2 separate regions of the Gossypium arboreum genome follow, and region 2 is linked to region 1. Evidence: chromatin contacts called from public Hi-C data. All regions are on one chromosome and are shown on one strand. Each heading gives the region's core, a stretch centred on a gene start, on an enhancer-like site or on the middle of the called end of the contact. The rest is flanking DNA. Distances are from core to core; before and after follow the strand shown. Region 1 holds the start of LOC108461277 (50S ribosomal protein L3, chloroplastic). Region 2 holds the start of LOC108464290 (MLO-like protein 1).

Region 1 (3,363 bases), core at 625-3,124:
AAGTATGTTTTAGGTCTCATGGACCTTCATAAAGGATGATATTGTTGATGATTCTTGTATTAATGTTATTGGATATCTGTGATTCTGAATTAGTTTGAATTGTTTTGTCTGTCTGGTAATAACCCTTACCTATTCCGGCGACGGTTACGGGATAGGGGTGTTACACTGGGTAGGAAACAAGAGTTGTTAGCACAGTCCGAGTCACATCATTATCTGTTGTACCTGCAAAAGTGGGCAATTTGATCAATATTTTTATTGGGTGATCAAATTAACAAAAAAATTTGAGGTGACAAAAATAGGAGCGACTCCTATTTAGAGTGACTAACGTTGTAGTTTACCTTTAAATTTATTAATTTTTACATATATAAATATGTTATTTAATTGTTTTAGTTTTAATTATTGAGGTGAAAAATGATATAAACTAAGCCCACCAATGAACACAAGACCATCACATTGTTCTGTTATTTTTGAAATTTTTCATATTTGTTTTATGGTTTATGTTTAAGATTCGTGGTTGTCCTTTTCAACAATATCTTCTCCAAAATTCAAACTAGTGTCTTCCTTTAAGAATGCAATGTAGCATACTATTATACCCAACACTTGTAAGTTACAAAAGATATTAATTAATGGGCGGCATAACTCAATGTAGTCTTCCAGTGGTAAAGTCTTTAAAAAATATCATTGTAGGTAAACTAGTCCCTGCAAGTTAGATGAGAGAGCAAAAATTTAATAAATTTAGCCATCGATTTTTACACTTTTATTCAATTTGGTCCCACTCTTTTATTTAGAACAAACTAGCCTTTAACATTTTATTATTGATGTGAAATTATTAAAAAAATTATAAAAATTATTGAAAAGTAGCATATAAAATGTTATGCAGCCATAGACCTAAATTTAATGTTTAATATCTTAACTTGTTTCATTAAAAAAAAAATAGGAATTGTTGTTTCTTTTGAGGCTACAAGTCATTCAACTTTGGTGAAAAAATTAATTATGTTGTTGGCGAGAAAGAATTAAGTTTTTAAAATTTCAAATTGTATCAACAATGTTTTTCGTCTTTGATCATTATATCGCAAACATCACCATTAACATTTTCCAATTGGTTACTATATTGAAATTAGTAAAATTATTTAATTTAATATTTTTTAAAATCTAAAATTTTATTTTATGTTTTTAGATTATCTTTAATAAAATCAACTCAAATAACCTATATTTAATAATTTATTTTGAACCTTAAATTTCTTTTGATTAGATAATCTTGAATCTTTGTTTTTTGGATTAATTGTTTGTTTTTATTTGAGTAAATAAGTGATGAAAAACTTGTGGATTTTGTTTGGCATGGAAGATAAAATTAATTGATTAATTAATTAATTGAAAGGATCTTTCTTTGCTTTTAGCTTAGTATTAATGAATAAATTTTAATATTATAGTAATAAATCATCGGCACTATTAATAAATAACTTTTTAACAATTTATTTAATTGATTTTGATGTTTTGAAATTTAAAACTTAATATGAAAAAAATTAAAATATTTGATAAAGGGTAAACAATTACAATTTACATTTTGTAATATATTATTTTAGTTTCTACCCTTTTTGACATTAATTTTAATGCTCTATATCTGATCAGTACTTAATAAAAAATATATTTTTTGTATCATCAAAATGAAAGTGTAAATGTGGCTGTTAGAGATTTGATGCTTGGGTGACTAAAACAAAAATGCCCTAAAAATTGAGTGATAAAATTGTAAGAATTTCTTTTTAAGTGACCAAAATAAAAGCCCAAAAATTGGGTGAGGAATTAGGTAGTTTACCCATTTTCAAATTCCATTGGTCCAATAAACTATTCTATGCATCCAACAGCAGGAGATTGCTTCCCACGTCTCTTCAGCAACTAGATAAGAAAGAGAGTAAGGGCTCTAAAGATAAAAGCTTCAAACTTTTTCTGTGTTCTGTTTTGGCTCAAAATTTCATCTTCCTAATCTTTATTCTGAATCAAACCCAGAAAAACTATGCCAATTGCTACCTTATCTCTCCATTCTTTAGGCTATTGCTGCCAAAAGTCTCCTCCTTTCTCCTTCAAATCTTCTTTTCTCTCAAAACCCACAAAAACCCAGTTTTCTTTTGCCTTCAAAACTACCGAGAAGAGGCCTTTTTCGCATATAGTCTCAATGAGCATGGAAGCAGGCATTGGAGTAATGGGCACAAAGCTTGGAATGATGAGTTTCTTTGAAACTGATGGCACAGTTGTTCCAGTGACTGTAGTTGGTTTTAGAGAAGGAAATATAGTGACCCAAGTTAAGACATCGGCTACTGATGGCTATGATGCTGTTCAAGTTGGGTATAGGAGAGTTAGAGATAAGAAGTTGACAAAGCCTGAGTTGGGTCATTTGGGGAAAGCTGGTGTTATTCCCATGAGGCATTTGCAAGAATTTAGGTTGCAAAGTGTGGGGGAGTTTGAGACTGGTCAGAAATTGGCTGTTGAAGAGATTTTTAAAGAAGGTGATCTTGTTGATGTCTCTGGGACTACCATAGGGAAAGGATTTCAAGGTTTGATTTTATATTTATTTATTGCATTTTGAAGGTTATGATGGTTTTATATTATGTTTCTAGTGGAGTTGTTGATGACTGAACAAAAGTTTGATATTTCAAATTAAAATCCTTGTGCTTGAAGTGAAATTAATTGTGTGAATCATAGCTTCATCAATGCTGGTGTTGTTAGGCTTCAATTTTGTCAAATTGCAAAGTTCAGAAATCGGTGATTTTTTTTCTCTTTTATTGATGTTACATCCATCCATACATATATGTGTTCTCCTTGTATATTTTGGTTAGTACCCAAGTATATCCTTTGGCTCATATTACATTGTTTTTAGCATATTGATATGAAATGCCGAGGGTTTCTTCAAAGGTTTTAGCTTCCTTTGCCATAATGTGGGTCTTGTTGTTTTGGCAATTCAAATTCCCCAATTGGTGGAATGTAATCTTTGGCATAATTTTTGCACAGGTGGAATAAAGCGCCATAATTTTAAAAGAGGTCAAATGAGCCATGGTTCCAAGAGTCATAGAGCATTGGGGTCTATTGGTGCTGGAACAACACCTGGGCGTGTATACAAGGGAAAGAAAATGCCTGGCAGGATGGGAGGAAGCAAAAGAAAGATCCGAAAGCTCAAGATTGTGAAAATCGACAATGAGCTTCGAGTTGTGATGATCAAAGGTGCTCTCCCTGGTAAGCCCGGAAATCTGCTACGTATAACCCCGGCTAAGATTGTTGGAAAGAACATACCAAAGAGCTAGTTTCATGTATTGGACTCATTTCATTTTAGCTAGTATTTCAGTTGTGGGAACTTTTGATATATTCATTGGT
Region 2 (3,689 bases), core at 545-3,044, 160 kb before region 1:
TATTAAAATGATATATTACTATTGGTTGAATATTTATCTTTTAAAAATAATTCAAATTTAAATCTCAATTGTACTAAAAATAATAAAATAATATAAATTTTCTTTGTTATCTTTGCAATAAAACTAAAAAATTCGGCCACATAAGTCCTATTCATAGGTTGTTAATTTGGGATTATCTTTTCAATAAAACAAAAATTTAAAATAAAACTCAAAAATATTAAATTAAAAAGACAAATACCTCATTTAGAAAAAAAAAAAGTATGAAATACCCCACCATTTTTGCACGTTTTTTATTCCTTTTCCGTCCCCAGTTAAGTTCATAATTCCCTATAATAAATTCATGCACATGCATAGCACGCTAGTTTGAATATTTATTTTCATTTATAATAATTGAATCTGTGTCTAAAATGATAATATATATTTTTGATCTTATAAATAAATTTAAAATCACTCTCAAAATTTTGATTATATCTCAATATATAAAAGTGTAAATTATATTGGTATTTGTAAATTTCTTTTTGGTATTTATTTATGAAAATTTACAAAATAATCATTCAACTGTTTGATCTTTTTCTTATTTTAGAATTCTTTTTTTAGTTATTAGCCGTTAAATTACTAATAGAAAGATAACCTAATAGTTTCTAAAATTGGTATAAGAGCAGCTTTAACTTTTAATTTTTATACATTATGTGAATTTAGTTTTGATTAAAAAACTTTCAAAATTTACACATTGTGTAATTTAATATTTTTTGTAGTTTTACTTTTATTTATGACATTGAGGGTTAATTTTAAAAAAATAAAAAAGATAAAATTATTATCTTGAATTTTGAGAGTTTCTATTTTTGTATATTTTCAATCAAATTTAGTTTATAAATTTGTGCTTTTAACTTTTAGTTGAAAGAGTTACAAAAGAATAACAAAATTGAAAAGAAGATTATATTACACAATATGTAAATGTTGACGTTAAATTTTTTAGAATTAAGACTAAATTGATATAATGCATAAATATTGAGGATTAAAATTACTATTATGTTAATTTTAAAACCGCGACCTCATCTTTCCATTAGTCATTTAATAGTTGGTGACCAAAAATAAAAAAGATCAAATAATTAAATAACTAAAAACCCTTGCCATAATTGAATGACTAAAATATAATTTACCTAATATAAAAATAATTTACTAACAAAATTAATTATACATGTGAAATTAAAAAATATTATTTCTCTAGAAAAATCTAAACATGATCAGTGTTTCTATATAGATTTATACTATTTATAAAATTACTAAGTTTGATATCATTACTTATGCATTAAGTGAGATTAGCTCAATTAATAAAAAGAATTAAAAACATAAAATTAAATAAGAATAACATGTGTTTTAATAATTTATATAATAATGTTCTATAACATATTCATTTTCAAAATTTATCCAATTACCTACTAAAATAAATATTTATATTTCTGATTTTTGCCTATAACATTATCCCATCTTTTAGAAATACCATTATTTGCCAAAGCATAAAATTTATATTAAAACTAATTTATAGTCACTTAATGAATAAAAACTAAAATATTTTAAAAGTAACTTATGTATAATTCATGCGCTGGTCTATTCAGGTCGAGGTCCAATTTTTTTTTTTAAATTCAAATCTGTTTTCGGACTGATCACATAAAATTCATTTTACTATTTAAAATATAATATAATATTAAAATTATTTATATATCTTATAATTAAATTTAAATTTAAAAATATTTTTATCATTAAAATTAAATTCAGGTTGAATTTGATAAATCGAAATAAAAAAATTATTATCCAAACTCGATTGAAATTGAATAAACTTACCGAGCCGAGCGAACTACCCGACTCTAGTCGGAACGGATTTACCGGGCTGGGCGACTTGCACAGGTGTATTACAAGGTCTATTATTATAAAGAACTGGACTTTTGGGTATCTTTTGCACAGTAACTGAGGACCGTATGTCTGTTTGAGCTTTCATGGTGTCTCATTCGAACAAAATCGTACTCTTTAATCGTGACTTTTGTGGCCTGAGCTCTTTTCTCTACGGATATCATCGTCGTCGTCATCATCTTGTTGTTTGCATATAGTGGAAGTCAAGTTCATGTCTCCATCAGGTGAAGAACCCTACTCTTCACTCTTCACATTCTCTGTCTCAGTGGTCTTCAATTTTCAACTTTTCCCCTCCCCTTTTCCCCTTTTGGTTGGTACTTTCAGTCTTGTAATTTCCAGCTCTTTTTGTTGCATCTTTTTTAGTTTCCATTAACTTCTTTTTCCAAATCTCTTTTTTATTTATTTCTGTGGGCTATCATGGAGTTTTTCTTCAGTGCTTGTTTTAGTTCATCTCTATCTGAACTGATCTCCATGATAGGACACTTTCTAAACTTTTGATACTTTTGATTATGATGTATATGCAACTTTTAGTTTCTCTTTTGTTGAATCTAACTTGGGGGATTTTCAGCTATTCATCTGTGCTAAAGGTAATCATGAGACTATGCTGTGCTAAAGGTAATCACGAGACTATGAACATGAACTAGATATATGGTTTCAAGGGCTGAGTGAGACATTTGTTCGAACACTTTGCAGAAGACCAAAAATATTGCAGATAATTTAAGTCAAGAAGATTGGAATTGGCCATTGGGTTTTTTTTTTCCCCTAAGAACCGAGAACTAGACCGAAAACAGTTACAGTTTGAGAAGAAAAGAGAAGAAAGGCAAAAAGGAAGAAACTTTGGAGAGAAATGAGTGGTGGAGCGGAAGAAGGGGCAACATTAGAGCATACGCCAACATGGATTGTTGCAGCAATTTGTACTGTGATTGTTGCCATTTCTTTGGCTATGGAACGTTTGCTTCATGTTGTTGGGAATGTTTTGAAGAGAAAACAACAGAAACCACTCTTTGAGGCTCTTTTGAAAGTTAAAGAGGGTAACCCATCTCCCTTTTCTCTCTAATTTTTCATATTTTGATGTTAAATTTGATTGGAAGTGTTAAAGGGAAGGCTTGTAAAAAAAAGTCTGTTTTTTCATAAAAGACAATCTTTTCTCTGTCTTTTATGTGTTCCTAAAGGAGGAAAGTTAAAAGTGGTAAATTGCATTTTTGGTTTATAGGAGAAGCTCTTTTCTGTATCTCTCCATTGGAGAAGGAATTAAGACAGAAAAAAGATGATGTTTTGAACAAGTAAAAAACAGTTAAATATTACGCTTTTTTCTTTTTGATTATATGTTGAAGGATGCGAAATTTGCATATCTTTTTGAAGTTTACGTAGAAAGAATGGTTTTTTTATATGTTTCTATTGGGATATTCTTTTGCTATTTTACAAATTGTAACATTTAGATGTCGGTTTCTTTTGGCAGAGTTGATGCTCTTGGGGTTTATATCATTATTGCTGACAGTATTTCAGAATGCAATTTCTAAAATCTGTGTATCAAGTGACGTATTAACTAGCATGCTTCCTTGTAAAAGGGAAGACAATAAAGAAACCGGGGAGGGCTCCAATCATACGACATCACATTTTCAGAAGTATTTTGCTTTAACCCTGTCTGGTGGAACCAGGCACCTACTGGCTGAGACCCCTTCCACGGGATACTGTGCTAAGAAGGTAACATATTTATCCATCACCAAATCAATGGATGTTATTGTCACTTATGCTATAATGAAAAGCAAAGAATTGGTTTA

What was found. A called contact is a pair of places that touch in the nucleus more often than the background predicts.
Region 2: a Hi-C map of leaf shows a contact between it and region 1, with 2.3 times the contacts expected there. The contact joins the promoter of LOC108464290 here to the promoter of LOC108461277 in region 1. A contact is called at or near these places in 2 of 5 Hi-C or Micro-C datasets (both in leaf).

The regions. Positions count from the first base shown.
Region 1 is chr13:117,973,853-117,977,215 of ASM2569848v2, reverse strand. LOC108461277 (50S ribosomal protein L3, chloroplastic) reads left to right here and starts at 1,874. Exons shown (of 2, transcript XM_017761072.2): 1 at 1,874-2,549; 2 at 3,004-3,363. The coding sequence starts at 2,012. The coding sequence ends at 3,293.
Region 2 is chr13:118,133,133-118,136,821 of ASM2569848v2, reverse strand. LOC108464290 (MLO-like protein 1) reads left to right here and starts at 1,794. Exons shown (of 15, transcript XM_053023923.1): 1 at 1,794-2,218; 2 at 2,477-2,523; 3 at 2,602-2,939; 4 at 3,368-3,612. The coding sequence starts at 2,756.